Regions from separate parts of the Mus musculus genome. Here regions 1 and 3 are each linked to region 2. Evidence: chromatin contacts called from public ChIA-PET and promoter capture Hi-C data. All regions are on one chromosome and are shown on one strand. The core of a region is the stretch at or near the end of the contact, and the rest is flanking DNA. Distances in the headings are between cores, read along the strand shown. Region 1 holds the start of F630206G17Rik (RIKEN cDNA F630206G17 gene). Region 2 holds the start of Clint1 (clathrin interactor 1). Region 3 has its middle 17 kb from the start of F630206G17Rik.

The links. ChIA-PET counts read pairs in DNA pulled down with a chosen protein or histone mark. Capture Hi-C pulls out chosen DNA fragments and counts their contacts.
Region 1: a promoter capture Hi-C map of pancreatic islet shows a contact between it and region 2. The contact joins the promoter of F630206G17Rik here to the promoter of Clint1 in region 2. A contact is called at or near these places in 10 of 39 promoter capture datasets (the 3T3-L1 cell line, 3T3-L1-derived adipocytes, HPC-7-derived erythroid cells and 6 more), 1 of 15 datasets of contacts at CTCF or cohesin (the G1E-ER4 cell line), 47 of 484 Hi-C or Micro-C datasets (the Ba/F3 cell line, CD4 T cells, CD8 T cells and 32 more), 21 of 115 datasets of contacts at active chromatin or transcription factors (CD8 T cells, the SCID.adh cell line, bone marrow-derived dendritic cells and 14 more) and 4 of 9 other capture datasets (adipose tissue, embryonic stem cells, liver and 1 more).
Region 3: an RNA polymerase II ChIA-PET map of memory CD8 T cells shows a contact between it and region 2, with 665 read pairs. The contact joins the enhancer-like site here to the promoter of Clint1 in region 2. A contact is called at or near these places in 1 of 15 datasets of contacts at CTCF or cohesin (the G1E-ER4 cell line), 29 of 484 Hi-C or Micro-C datasets (the Ba/F3 cell line, CD4 T cells, CD8 T cells and 17 more), 11 of 115 datasets of contacts at active chromatin or transcription factors (CD8 T cells, bone marrow-derived macrophages, effector CD8 T cells and 6 more) and 2 of 9 other capture datasets (adipose tissue and liver).

Annotation. Positions count from the first base shown.
Region 1 is chr11:45,806,507-45,810,899 of GRCm38.p6, forward strand. It overlaps F630206G17Rik (RIKEN cDNA F630206G17 gene), which reads left to right and starts at 1,577. Exons shown (of 4, transcript NR_045876.1): 1 at 1,577-1,818.
Region 2 is chr11:45,848,848-45,853,469 of GRCm38.p6, forward strand. It overlaps Clint1 (clathrin interactor 1), which reads left to right and starts at 3,122. Exons shown (of 12, transcript NM_001045520.4): 1 at 3,122-3,345. The coding sequence starts at 3,305.
Region 3 is chr11:45,788,972-45,793,307 of GRCm38.p6, forward strand. No RefSeq gene overlaps it. Among named protein-coding and RNA genes, the nearest start is that of F630206G17Rik, 17 kb to the right of the region's middle. Within about 2 kb of position 2,985, at least 20 of the 459 cell types and tissues checked have an H3K27ac peak or open chromatin away from gene starts, as enhancers often do. A contact at or near this core is called in CD8 T cells, Th1 cells, Th2 cells and 2 more, where this site is marked.

The DNA.
Region 1 (4,393 bases), core at 327-2,826, 44 kb before region 2:
CAGCACTCACCGGCCACAACCAGCCCAAACTCTACCCTTCCTTCCAACCTCCTATCTGATTACAAAGCCTTTCAGCCTCCCACTCTGCCCATGGTCACTTGGTTCTGTTTGTTCCTGGACAGCCCCTGGGGATATGCCACCTGTTATCAGCAAGCATCTCTTTATGGAGGTACAATGTGCTTCTGACAATCACAGGATGGAGTTTTTTTCCTTATTACTGTGCCAGCCCCTGGCTACCATAGCCACTACCCAGAAATATCTGCTAACCAACTGGCAAGGTGAGGACCTTGTGTTAAGTTCTGGGCCTGACTTTTTGTGGAGATCTTGGAGGAGCAGAGTGTCTCCGATGCCTAGCTGGCTCGGTCCTTCATCATTTGTGGAAGGACAGTGCTTGCATAGACATCATCCTGAGTTGCCTTGCCTGGTTTTGGTTTGTGACTAAGTCTCACTTCATCTTCTTATACTTTAAGTAGTTCTACTTCCTCTTGTGCCCAAGGCCAATAATGCTCATTGGTAAGTACCATGAGGACTGACTGAGGGACATAGTTGAATTGGAAAGTACACGAGGACTTGAATAGCCAAGAGTGGGGCAAAATCACAAGCATGAAGTGGTTAATAATATGAGATCACTGGTGCATGCAAATTTTTATCTAGAAGAACCATTAAGAAACATGGGGGTGGGGGGGAATTTGCACACACTTCATCCCAGTAGACTGCCTGAGCCTGTAGAGTCCATCCAGCTGAATTTATACTTATAAAAATTGTTTGCTGTTTCCTTAGTTAAATTCTATTTTAACTAGACAGTCTCTATTTGTATTTGCTAAATTGGCAACCTCACCCCTAAGGGACATGTGACAATATCTGGGCAGATATTTCACTATTGAAAATACTAACTGGTATCTAGTAAATAAAGGCCAGGGACACACAGGGCAGAGTCAGCCCACAGTAATCTGGCCCCAAATATTAATAATGCCACCATCAAGGGAGCCTGATCTAAGTGAGAGATTAGTACTGATGTATCTAACCCAAGCATTCAGGAAAGTAGGGCAGGGAGTGGGGCAAGGACATAGTTCAGTGCTAAGGTACTTGGTTTACATGTGTGAGGTCCTGGGTTCTAACCTCAGCAGTGCAAACACACAATACCCCAATTAGATCATAAAATAAACTCATTATATTGAAGGTGGGTGTGGTGGTAACACATGCCTGTACTCTCAACACTTGTGTGGCTGGAAAGAAGAGCCTAGAGTCTGAAACATTAAAATGAACATCCAAAGAAGATGTTCAGAGTGAAGGAAGTCTTTCCCCACCCTGGGGATCGCAGGAGAAACAAAGCATGCTCCAGACCACTATGCTGGAAGACTGGAAACCCTTCCAAACCTGGACTTCTTCCCATGAAGAAAGCGTGCTGGAGAAAAGCATAGAAATGCCGTGTAATCGGCTCTGCACCTCGCCCTGCTGTGGCTTGTTCTCTCCACTCACAAGCCCACTTCTGTTCTGGGCAGTGGTTTCCCTTCCTTAATAAACTATATTTCTGTCTCTAACCACGTGTCCTCGGCCCAATCATTCTGGTGCCCTAGACCACAAGAGCCCGAAATAAGATGGCCTCTAAACTTGGATCTGCAGCCCTGCGCCAAGTGTGTTTCTTCTTTTATCTCTGTCGATGCTGGCCAAAAGCCTGGGTGAGCTTGCTTGCCCTCGAGCTCGGTGCAAGACTACTTCTCTGAAGCCCCCACCCCACCCCCCCATCTACCATGCAGTTTTATACAGCCCTCCCTCCATCGCTGATCACCCAGCTGTCTCGGACCCTAACTCAAAAAGGTATGACTTTCTCTGCTCCCCTCTCTCTCCTTCCTCTCAGTAGCTGCTTGACATTTACCCTTGACTACTCAGCCACTTTTCTCCGGATCTCTAACTGTCCTCTAACTCCCTTCTGAGTCTGTTTTTAAATCTTTGTATGAGTGAGACTGAGAACTTGAAAGGAACCCAAATTCCCTTCACATTGGGGGGGCGGGGGGGGTGGAGGAAGGAAGATCAGCAACTGCGGGTCATCCTTGACTACAGAGCAAGCTGAGGCCAGCCTGTGCTACATTAGATCTCGCTTCAAAAATAAATAAATAAATAAAAGGAGAGGGGGGAGGGTAAAAGCTGAAGTTGGGGAGAAAGAACAGCAGTGAGGGTGCAGAAAGGTTTGAAGAGAGCCTGGGCTATATAGCAAAACACTGTGTCCTAGAAAGACAATGTCACTCACTGCAAAGTATCCAGTATCCAGTTAGGTGTGTAAGGTAGCAATAGGACACTTGTCCCAACCCCTACTGACAAAAACGCAGTGCCATTAAAATACCACAGTAGGATAGCATCCCCTTAAACACCTATAAGTCTCTTAACCACTCCACTCCCATCTCCTTTGAAAAGGTGTTTGTGAAGTTTATTGTGAATCTCTAAGCTACTAAAAACTAGAACTTTTCGGGGGAGGGAGAATTTGGGGGAGGGCATTCTTTTGTACTTGTTATTTGTTTTTGCAGTGTGGGGGTGGAACACGGGGGGGGGGGGGGGGAGGGCTTGCCCATGCAGCACTAAACTGCCCCATTGCCCTCTTTGAAATGGGTATTTTATCGTGGAGAAACACACAAAATCCTCACTGCATTTGGTAGAGGGAACTCAAATATTACTGGATATTCCAGGCTCTCACTGAGCCCTACAAGGAATGAAAACAACTGCTAAACGAAACCAGTGCACTTCCAGCAAAGCCACCTTCCCCTTTCCAACTCTCTGAAGAGGTCCATTGCAAAGGGTGTGTTTCTGCGTGTGTGTGTGTGTGTGTGTGTGTGTGTGTCTCTGTCTGTCTGTCTGTCTGTGACTGTGTGTCTGTGTCTGTGTGTGTTTTCCAGAGAAGATCAAAAGTTTTCACAGCTGATTAGCATCCAGAAAGCAACAGCCTGCTTTAACCTTGAGATGCAAATAGTCAAAGATTGTCAAGGGATCTAAAGGGCTGGCAAATTTGATGGAAGATCAAATTCCCGACATTTCTAGGGCAATTAATTTCACATGCAAAGTCACCAGAATGGGCTGCCCACTCTCCACCTGCAGTAAAGCCCTGATAAGACTGGGGAGGTTTACAGACTTTGGACTAATTGGCCTGCACCCACCCAGACGAGTTCATTATCCTTATCCCCAGTTCTTAGAACAGAGAACGTGAACGGGGATTTTTTTTTTTTTTTTTTTTTGCTCTACCTCTAAAGGACCCTCCTCTTAAATATCTCTCCACTTCAGATCACTATACTTAGACTCCAGGTACCACGGGTAGGTATTGTGCTGCTAACTATTCACAGGACTGGAAAGAAAAGGTCTACACTGAAGTCAAGTCTTTTTGCAGGCTTCTCTTAACAGTCTACCTGAAACGGGAATCTTAGCCTCAGAAAGGCTTAATGGCTCAGCACTATTATTTGACCGTTACAGAAACCAGGGAGGAAGTGGCTGTCAGTTCCAGCCCAGGACTTTGGAGCATGAAGTAAATGGATTTTGAAAGCTCTGATTGCTAAGCTTCTTTCCTCGTGCCTATACTGACTTCTTCCGACGTGCAATGCTGACTTCTCCAGATGTGCAATGCTACCTGTGATGGACAAGTTCCAGCCACGTGGCCAAGGGCATGGGGTGACTCAAAAGTAGTTCATTGTCAGGATACATTTTTCTACTCAGCTATCTGGTTCTATGTGCCACTACCATGGCTCTCTAAAGGACCGCCCATCAGCAGCCTCTGGGGCCCTTGGATGACTAGAGGTCTTCTGTAGGGAGGTTCTGCATGCCTGACAGGTATACAATCACCCTGGATGCTACTCTCAGGGGCATTTCCACTCTCTTACACTGATGAGACTGTACCATATTAGAGATGGCAGCCTGCTCTCTCAGATTAGCCAGAGGACACTTGTGAAGACCTCGCCTAAGGGAATATGGCCAATAGGAGATGCTTGTGGCTGGTGGGATCACAGCCCAACAGCACAGATTGCTACTGGCACCTCTACCGTTTTGGGGTTCTTCTCATGTTTCGTGAGGAAAGTGATGTCTCGGGAGATGGAGACTAGAGAGGTGGACAATGAAATTCACAACTAAAAAAGCCATCTGGCTAAAAGCCTGCAAACCCTTCCCTACCTGGGCTACATGCTTGGGACAAAAGGAAAAAAAAAAAAAAAGCTTGTAATGTGAAATGTGGCACAGAGGAGCAGATTCTATGTAAATGACCTATGGGAAGGGTCATGAGTGTCCCTGGGCCAGTGATTTGGGGCCTGTTAGCTCACTACAATTCTCAGGAATGCTTTCGTCTTGTTAATACACCATCTCTATGTCTGTTTCTAGCTTGGTATCCCAGGGTGTCTACCTGGGATTCTTTTTCAAGACA
Region 2 (4,622 bases), core at 1,872-4,371:
AGTGTGAGCCACCATGCTCCACCCACCCGGTCCTCTTGGAAGTCTGGATAGTGCTGAAGCAGGCAAGCATGCAAGAGTCTAGGAACCTGGGAGTCTTCTAAATTTGAGTTATGCACACACCGCTCTTCAAATAATTCACTTGGCTGCCTATCTCCCTTACCTGCATGTACCACAAACACAAACCCCTCTCTGAACAATGCACCTAGAAACCTTAAGATCCCACCTACATCTAACCACTCATATCCTCCCCGGAACAATGGAGTGAATTTCTCTTCACTTAACAACAATTGAACCCAGACAATTTTCTGTCCAACTATAATCCCAATGTGTAAAAACCAGAAATGCTAATCCAGCCTGAAGTGTGTTTGGGTGTGTGAACAATAAGGCAAAATTATGTCTTCAAATGACCTTTGGGGGACAGTCACCTATTTATCATCTTATGCCTATGCATAATTGGGAAGGAACATGTGCAGCATAACGATGATCCTAAGACTTCATCTATTAATCAGAACAGGCCACTGCTCCCATTACTTTCTTTAGCCACCAAACCCCGCCTCCTAAACTCCCTGAGAGGGAGTGTCAAGCATGAATCAGAGTCCTGAAGTCCTTCACTCTCATAGCCCGCTGCTGCCTAGCAGTGTATTCTAATCTTTTCTATCACTTTGCTTTAAATGAAGTTTTCTTGATGCTTTGAAAATCAGTGTAAGCCCTTATTTTACTTATTTGAATAAGAAGCTAGGAACCTGGGAATCCGAGATCCCAACTGTGATCTTTGGTAAAAGTGTTGTCCCATGGCTGCCATATTGGGCTCCGTGAATAGAACCTCTCCTAGGAACCATTTGAGAGCCAACCACCTGGACTAGGCAGTAGGTGTCCATTGTCTGTGACTGCTCATGGCATGCAACAGAGCTGAGTATGTTGGCTTTCAAAGCACATAATAGTTTAGTCTTACTTCAAAGCGTTGGTTCAGTTAGTGAAAAATATATTTTCCTGAGGAGGGATGGGCAAGGCACCTTCTCATTTATTTTTCTATCCTGGACATTTAAGTCGCTATAAAGAAGTTACTGTGGAAACTGCTCCCAAACTTGCATGATAAAAAGGTAAAAATGGAGCACTCAGCTGATATGCAAATGATTAATCTCAGGAGACCACCTTTTAAACAAACTCCCTTTGGGGAGCTCTCTCGAGTGACAGCTGGGCAGGAAGGGTTCTAGATGGCCCCAGTGGGCTGTAAACATGCCACAGGTGACACCTCAGATGAAGTCTGATTGAGAGTATCAGATGCTCACATTGTGCTTGGTGGTTAAATGTTGAGGCCAGCTGTGCACTGCCCAGGGTATGGACACTGCTTGTTTTGTGCCGAGTTCATTCTGCAGGTGTCCTCATGACTGGCCTGTCTGAAAGTTAACTTGTTGAGCTCTTATTGATGCAAAGCAGTTTCTCTTATCTGCCCTGGCCGCATTCCTGCCTTTGAACCTTGGGCTGGACAATACTTTCAAGAGGAAAATTACACTTTTTTTTTTTTTTTTGAAAGCTCTGGTTCTCCAATTACCTCTGCACCCCTTTGCCTCCTTTCCCAACCTATGGCTCCAACTGACTTAGCTTGATCTCTAGAGCCCCTATCTTAAGGAATATGTGAGTCAGCTTTGTTTTGGTTTCTGCACTCTGAGGTTCTCAGTTTTGTTTGCTTCTTTTTCGGGACCATACTGGAGTGCTTTCAAAGCTGCTTCCAATAACCAAGTAAATGCAAACTGACGTCTTGACTAAAGGATCTGGAATAAGAGGGCCTGGGTCTTGGCTATTTACAGCCACTGTTTGCCCTTCGTTGTGAATCTTACTTGTCTTGTGTTCCCTCCCCCAATCATTCTTTTCTTGATCTTCTTAGGGCCAGTTCCTTTGTATTGTTCCAGTTTTAGCATACATTCAATCTCCTCAAAGAGCCCTGAATATTCTGCTGTTTTTCCTCTGACATTGTTGTCTGTAACATTATGTTCTTGGTTTTGACAAGCACTTATTCTCTCTAATTAAATATTTTCTTGATTGTTATGTCCCTCCTCCAGTGACCTTTAAGCTCCCAGGGAACTTGAGCCCCAGCTGTAGTCCTCGCTTGTAACACCCTGAAGATGCTCAGTAAATAGTGGCAGAATTATTTTTTAATTAAAAAAATGTATATGTATAAATACATATATATTTACATATATAACTTTATTTTAACATTTAAGTAATTTTTATTTTATTTCTTTACAAATAAATAACATTTAATTAAAGGTTTTAATTATAACTTAAAAATTAAGGTCTTATTGTGTAACCCTGGCTGACCTGGAACTTCTGATGTAAACTAGACTGTCCTCAAACGCATTGAGATTCGCCTGCCTCTGCCTTCTGAGTGCTAGGATTAAAGCAGTCTGCAACCAGGGCAGGTAAAACTTATAAAAATTAAGGAATTGCCTAAAACAAAATGTAGTATTACTTCAAGTTTTATCACAAGTTTTGACTGACATATTAAGTGAAAAACCTGATCAGTGGAAATTACTTTAGCAGATCTCAAAAATTATGTATGCTTTTAGAAACCAAAGCCACAGAGTTCTTGGGTATATCACATAAAACACATATAGGTATGCTGTGTATGAGTACTGGTGGCTTTCTGGTTTCCCAACTAATGTGAACTAAGTTTCTGAGGCTTGTTACAAACTATCTTAACGAGGGTACTAGGTAGCTGTCTACAGATAAAATCATTGTATCATAAAACTAGAGTGGGGAAGGATTTAGAATAAAATTCTACACTGGTCAGGGCTGGAATCCCAGGTTCAGTGATGTATAGACGCCTATATGTTTGGAAGCAAATGCAGAAACACGTGCGTAGATGAAGAACACGCACGCCAATCACACTCTGTAATCGTGCTTAGCATCAATGTGTACATCTGAAGAAGGTGAGCGCGAGTAAGTCTTGCAACTGTTGTGATGGCAATCACGCGGAGGCTGTGTCAGAGGTCCCCAAACCGCAGCGATCTCAGCCCTCTCACGCTCCGGGGGCGCAGGGCGCGGACTACAATTCCCGGCGTGCGGCGCGCGGCGCGGGCGGAAAGCCGGCCACTTCCGCCCCACGCAGCGCCGGTGCGGCCGCGTCTCGACGTGTCACTGGCGGCGCCGTGGCTGTGGCCGGGAGAAGGAGCTCCGGCTAGGGAGAGTTCGCGGCGGTGGGTGGCGGCGGCGACCCGGACCTGGACCAGCCCCGGCGCGGAGGCGTCCCGGGGTCCGTGGAGAGTGGCGGCGGGCGGCGGCGGGCCGGGCCGCGCGGGGCGCGATGCTGAACATGTGGAAGGTGCGGGAGCTGGTGGACAAAGCGTGAGTATCGGGGGGCAGTTGCGGCCGGCCCCGCGGCGGGGGCGGGGAGCGTGCGCACGGTGGTCCAGCGCGCGGGGACACGCGGCACGCCCCCCCGCCCTGCGGCCTGGTGAAGGCGGCGGCCGCGGCGGGCCTGGGCCTCGGTCTCCGAGCCTCTGGCGGCTCAAAACCCCCCTCCCTGCTCCGGTCTCTGCTCCCCGGGACGTCCTCACCGCGCCCCTACCCCGCGCCGGGCAGACAGATGCTTTGATCGTCGTACCCAGCTTGGAGTTTGGCCTCCTGGACACCAGGCCCGGCTTGGGGGCGAGGGGACGCGTGCTCCCGTCCCCGGTAACCCCCGTGGTGTAATTCGGAGACACCTTAGGCCTGGCCTGGTATGCCCTTTACCTTGGTAGACACCTTTGAATTTCTAGTGAACCTGCAGTGGAGTGAGTGGGAGGTGTAACAAGTGGTCACTGTGGACAGGCTGGAGTTGCTCAAGAGGAGACTCGCCCTTCGGGTTTGTCACACTAAGTGAAAGCAGATGACCAGACAACTTTCCGTGACTGTTTTCCTCTAACTTTACCACTACACTTCCTTTTGGGGTGGGCAATCATGTAAATAAAAATTACTCTAAAGGGTGAAGGAAAAGAAAAAAAGCCCAGTTTATATCCTGTTGACCTGTTTTTAACTCCTTTCAGAGTAAAATAACTCAGTGCTTTTAGTATACTCAGAAACCCTTAGCACTTTAAGTTGAGCATATCGAAAATAACAGTAGGTCTTTTAGGTCACCAGGAAATAAGACTTTAAATATTTAACCAGCCCTCTTCCTTTTTGGGTTTTTGTGATTATGCAATAAGTGTGGTAAAGAAACAGTTCTTTTGAACCACCCACCTAACCTGAAACCAGGAAGTATAGAAGCTCTTTTTGACCCCAGAAAACAACATTCTTTAAAGCAACTTGTCTGACGCTTCTGATGGTGCTTTGCTACCAAGGAAGTGCTTAAGGAGTACCGTTTTCAGAACCGAAAGAGCTAAGTTCTTAACTTTGTAGAATTCCCGTCTTCTCCAGTTCAGGATGAAGATCATTGCGGCCCTCTTAGTCCATGAGGGTGAAGAGCCAGGGGCTTCCGTTTCCTTAGGATGATTTGTGATACAACACGTTCCTGTCTGTGCTTCTGAAGAGAACAATTTTCCCACTGACTTTGGAGGAAGAGAAACCTCACTGAGAAGCTGCGAGTCTGAAAAGATTTTGCTTTGGTGGTTTTAGTATTCAGTTTTCCCATTAAGTGTGCAGAC
Region 3 (4,336 bases), core at 1,735-4,234, 60 kb before region 2:
GGAAGGGAAGGGAAGGGAAGGGAAGGGAAGGAAAAGACAAAAGAAAAAGAAAAAGAAAAAGAAAAAGAAAAAGAAAAAGAAAAAGAAAAAGAAAAAGAAAAAGAAAAAGAAAAAGAGTCAAAACCTAATGGCCTCAGAGTGAATGGGTCAGCACTTACCCCAAAGCAACAACTAGGTACCAATTACAGCTAATCTCTGCTATGGACTTATTGTTGGTACTCATCTGTAGCTAGAAGAATCCAATTGTGTGAAGAGTTAGAGATCCCAAATGACATACCTTGTTTCAACGGACACTAGTACCTTCTGAATGCCTAACTAATTACGTCATCCAAACCTCTAGCCTAGTTCTCAGCATCAGCTATGGAGCACTTGAGAAAAGTTGAATCACTCTGCTGACTACTGCCTTAGCTCACAGGAGCCTCATAACGATGTAAGAAGAAAGGCTTAACTCTCTATTACAAACTACTTTACATGCATCCCACTAAAGGATGGAGCAGAACCTGAAGCCTTAATATTTCCTATTCAAAATCCACAACATGTCAATCACATCACCTGCTCCATAGCCTTCAGGAAAAGCACTAGCCAGTGTGTATCTTCAATAGTGTGCCATTCTGAACAAAACCCCCCTCCTTTCAGGAGCCATTTAGCTTGTGCTTTGGGGAGTTCAGCTTTCTCCCCCTACCTCCTAAGTAGAAAATGCTGACTAAAACACTTTCATGTCAACTACAGCTAAACCCTGCCAGAGGTTTACTAACTCAAATATCTCATCTGCAGTATGATGTCCAAGTCTTTTTTCTTAGACATGATTAGTGCAAAACCCAAGCCTCAATTCCAGAATACGGAACTGAATTCTCAGCCCTTCTATTATGCCACGGTGCCTTTAGGGCCACAGTTTACAATCCAAGCATCTTCCCTGCCACAGTAAATGATAGTAAGTGGGGTACAATATTGACTTTGTTGTATAAACAAAGCAGAAGGAGCAGAGATGGCACATGAACAAAGAGGTTTCAGACAAGGAGCAAGAGGGGTTTTCGATAAACAAAGCGCTCTTACATTTTGCTTTCAAAGAATTTCTTCATAGCCGCAAAGGCTCTGAACCAAATTTGTGTTGGAAAGCATAAGAATGAATCAACAAAGCCAGCCTTGGTGCTGTATGCTTGTAATCTCAGCACTCAAGAGACCAAGGCAGGAGGATCATGGGATTCAGGGCAGCCTAGGCTATAAAAGCAATATCCAGGCTTGTCTGGACTACACAGTAAGTCCCTGTCTGAAAACCAGGCAAAAAATGCAACAGTATTTCTTCCATGTTTTCTATGCCTTGGCTCATCAGAGCTTGATAACAAATTCCTCCTGATTCAAAGTGAATCCTGGTCCTGTAAAACAGACATGGAAAGGTGGGTCCAGGTTATGTCTTCACAACATTTTAAAGTCATTTTAATCTGCTACACCATGAGACACGTCAGAAAACTAAGAGATTCCTGAAAGGCTTTCTCAACGGCAGTCACAACTTTTTGAGTGAGTCTGAAGTAAAATTCCTGACTCATGATCTCCAGGCAGAGAGGTTAATTCAAGAGTGGTCCTCTGCAAAGTCTGGGAGCATGCAAGGAAGAAGAGAGCTTATTCAGGTCTGGGGAACAACAGGAATTTCAAGCAGTCGCTGGCTCAGTTTGTAAAGCACTTGTCAGTCAAGGATGAGGGCCTGAGTTTGATCCCCTACACATAAACAAAGAGCCCTACGTAGCAGAGCGTGTATAATCCAGCAATGGGAAGTCAGTCAGAGATAATCCAGCAATGGGTAGTCAGAGACAGGAGCGCCCCTGGAGTGTGCTTGCCAACCAATCTAGCCAAATCAGCACAATCTGGGTTCAGTGAGAGACTCTGTCTCAATAGTAGCGGTAGTAGCAGCAGTAGTAGTCGTCGTCGTAGTAAATAATGATCATAATCGCAATCTGGAGAGCAATTGAAGAAGACATTGAATATTAGCCTCTGGCCTCCATATGCACGACACATGTGCTTGCATAACGTACATAAAGACACACAAAAAGAAACAAAATTCAAGGTGGGTTAAGGAGGTTTCATTTCTTTTATCTTCCATTCGTGCTCCCTTATCCAATCAAACCACCTGTAAAAGATTCCTGAGTATTTACAGACAAGCAAACGGGTGTGAAGGAAGTCTAAATTTTTAATTGTAAGTTTTGTGGGGAAAAATTAATATTTAATTATTTATTAAATTTCATGTGTTTGAGTGTTTTGGTTACGTGTTTGCCTGTGCATCACACATACATGGCCTGAGGAAGCCAGAAGAGGGCATTTGGTACTCAGGATTTGGTGTTACAGTTACTAGCTACCATGTGGGTGCTGGGATTCAAGCTCCAATCCTCTGGAAGAGTAGCCAATAGTCTCAACCACTGAGCCATCTCTTTAGTCACATCCCCTTCCCAAAATTCTTAATGTAAATTTAAGCATAAAAGCGTACTAATGGGCTGGAGAGATGGCTCAGTGGTTAAGAGCACCGACTGCTCTTCCGAAGGTCCTGAGTTCAAATCCCAGCAACCACATGGTGGCTCACAACCATCCATAATGAGACCTGATGCCCACTTCTGGTGCATCTGAAGACAGCTACAGTGTACTTAGATATAATAATAAATAAATCTTGAAAAAAAAGCGTACTAATGCCACAAACTTTCTACTGAACAGCCATGAAAGATATTGACTGGGTTAAGTTATCATGACTGAGACATGTGTGGTTTTCATAACGATAGAGATCATGCAGTTTTGGAAAAATAGGTTGCCACCCCATAACTCAGAACAACAGAGGAAAGAGATGCATGAGATGGATACACACCCTATAGGTATAGATACACACCCTATAGGTAGCATATGTATTTCAAGGAAGTGGGTGCCTAAGTGTGGGAAGAACCATGGTCCAGTACGACAGACAGCTCTGTGGTAAAGCTAAGTGACTGGCAATGTGGTTTTTTAGAGCTACTGCTTTGACTAGTAGAAGTTAAAGAGTTGAAGAGTTTAATCTCCCTCCCTCCCACAGGTCTCCTTGAGAGCTTATTTCTGTTCTTTTGTTGGTTACAACCTCTGAAAACCTACCAGCCAAGTGGTCCAGCAGCAGATGTGTGACATAGCTGTCTCTTCGTTCGAGTCTCTTCATTGAGTTTGGCTAGGGTGAAATCGCTAAGTGAGTTTGTTCTGTGGTCTAATGGGAAAATTTAAAACCTGGCTATTCCAGATGGAAGCTGCTACCAACTCCAAGACAAAAGGCTGCCCAGGCACCTACATAAACAATGGTGGCTGTATCTTCATCCAGTTTAAAACACACAAAGTTAAGAGTGTCTTCATTCAGCAAGGAGAGAAGCTTATGAGCAGAGATGCAAGCCCTTGCCCAAAATGAATGAGCAAGAAGAGAACTTTGTCTGGATGTGAACCTAACCCCTAATCTGACTCCTTACTTCAATTCTCCTTACTATTCTCCGTGGTCTCTCTGAAGCCTGGACCTTGCTGAAATGGGAGAAGTGGGTATCTCTGAATGTGAAGGTGACAACTGACGTTTGTCTCAGGTATGCATAACTGGATCGAGTTAGCATGTGAGACACTCATGACCACACACATGTTACTGAGGTGACAGTTTGGTTTGGGCTTTTAATCTCTGAATCTCGAAGAGCAAAATTCACAGAGACAAATATGATGCACTTTTAAAGGACTGGAGGTTATTGTTTTATATTTTTTTCATGCCTTTTGCATGTATAGGTGCTTTGTCTGTACATAGCTTTGTAGATCTGGTGCTGCCAGAAACCAGGAGAGGAACTGAGATCCCCTGGAACTGGAATTAAGAAGGTTGTGAGCGGCCACGTGGGTGCTGGGAATTGAACCCAGGTCTTTCACAAGAGCAGCAAGGTCTTTTGACTGCTTACACGTCTCTCTAGGCCCTGAAAAAGAGCTTTGATTGTAGAGAAGATTTAACAAAGGCTTTGAGGGTGACAGAAACCAAGCAAAGCTCCAGATGGAACCAAGGAAGGATGGTGAGAAAAGTAAACCCCCTGTGGTACATGGGGGGTGGGGGGGAGTATGGAGTGGGGCACAAATGGGTTGCACTGGGCTTCTTCGTGTAAGGATTTTTATAGGACTTACAGTAGAAAATGAACAGACTGGGGTGATTTCTACTGAGATTGGTTAATTCTCTGAGCACCTTGAATATTGAGAGGATGGAGAGCCAACAAGCTCAAGACCTGTGCCCCCACCCCCTGTACCAGGGACAGGCTCATGTGCTGCACACATGCTGCTCCTGTCATTGGGAGAATGGCCATGCCTTGATGTCCTCACTCCC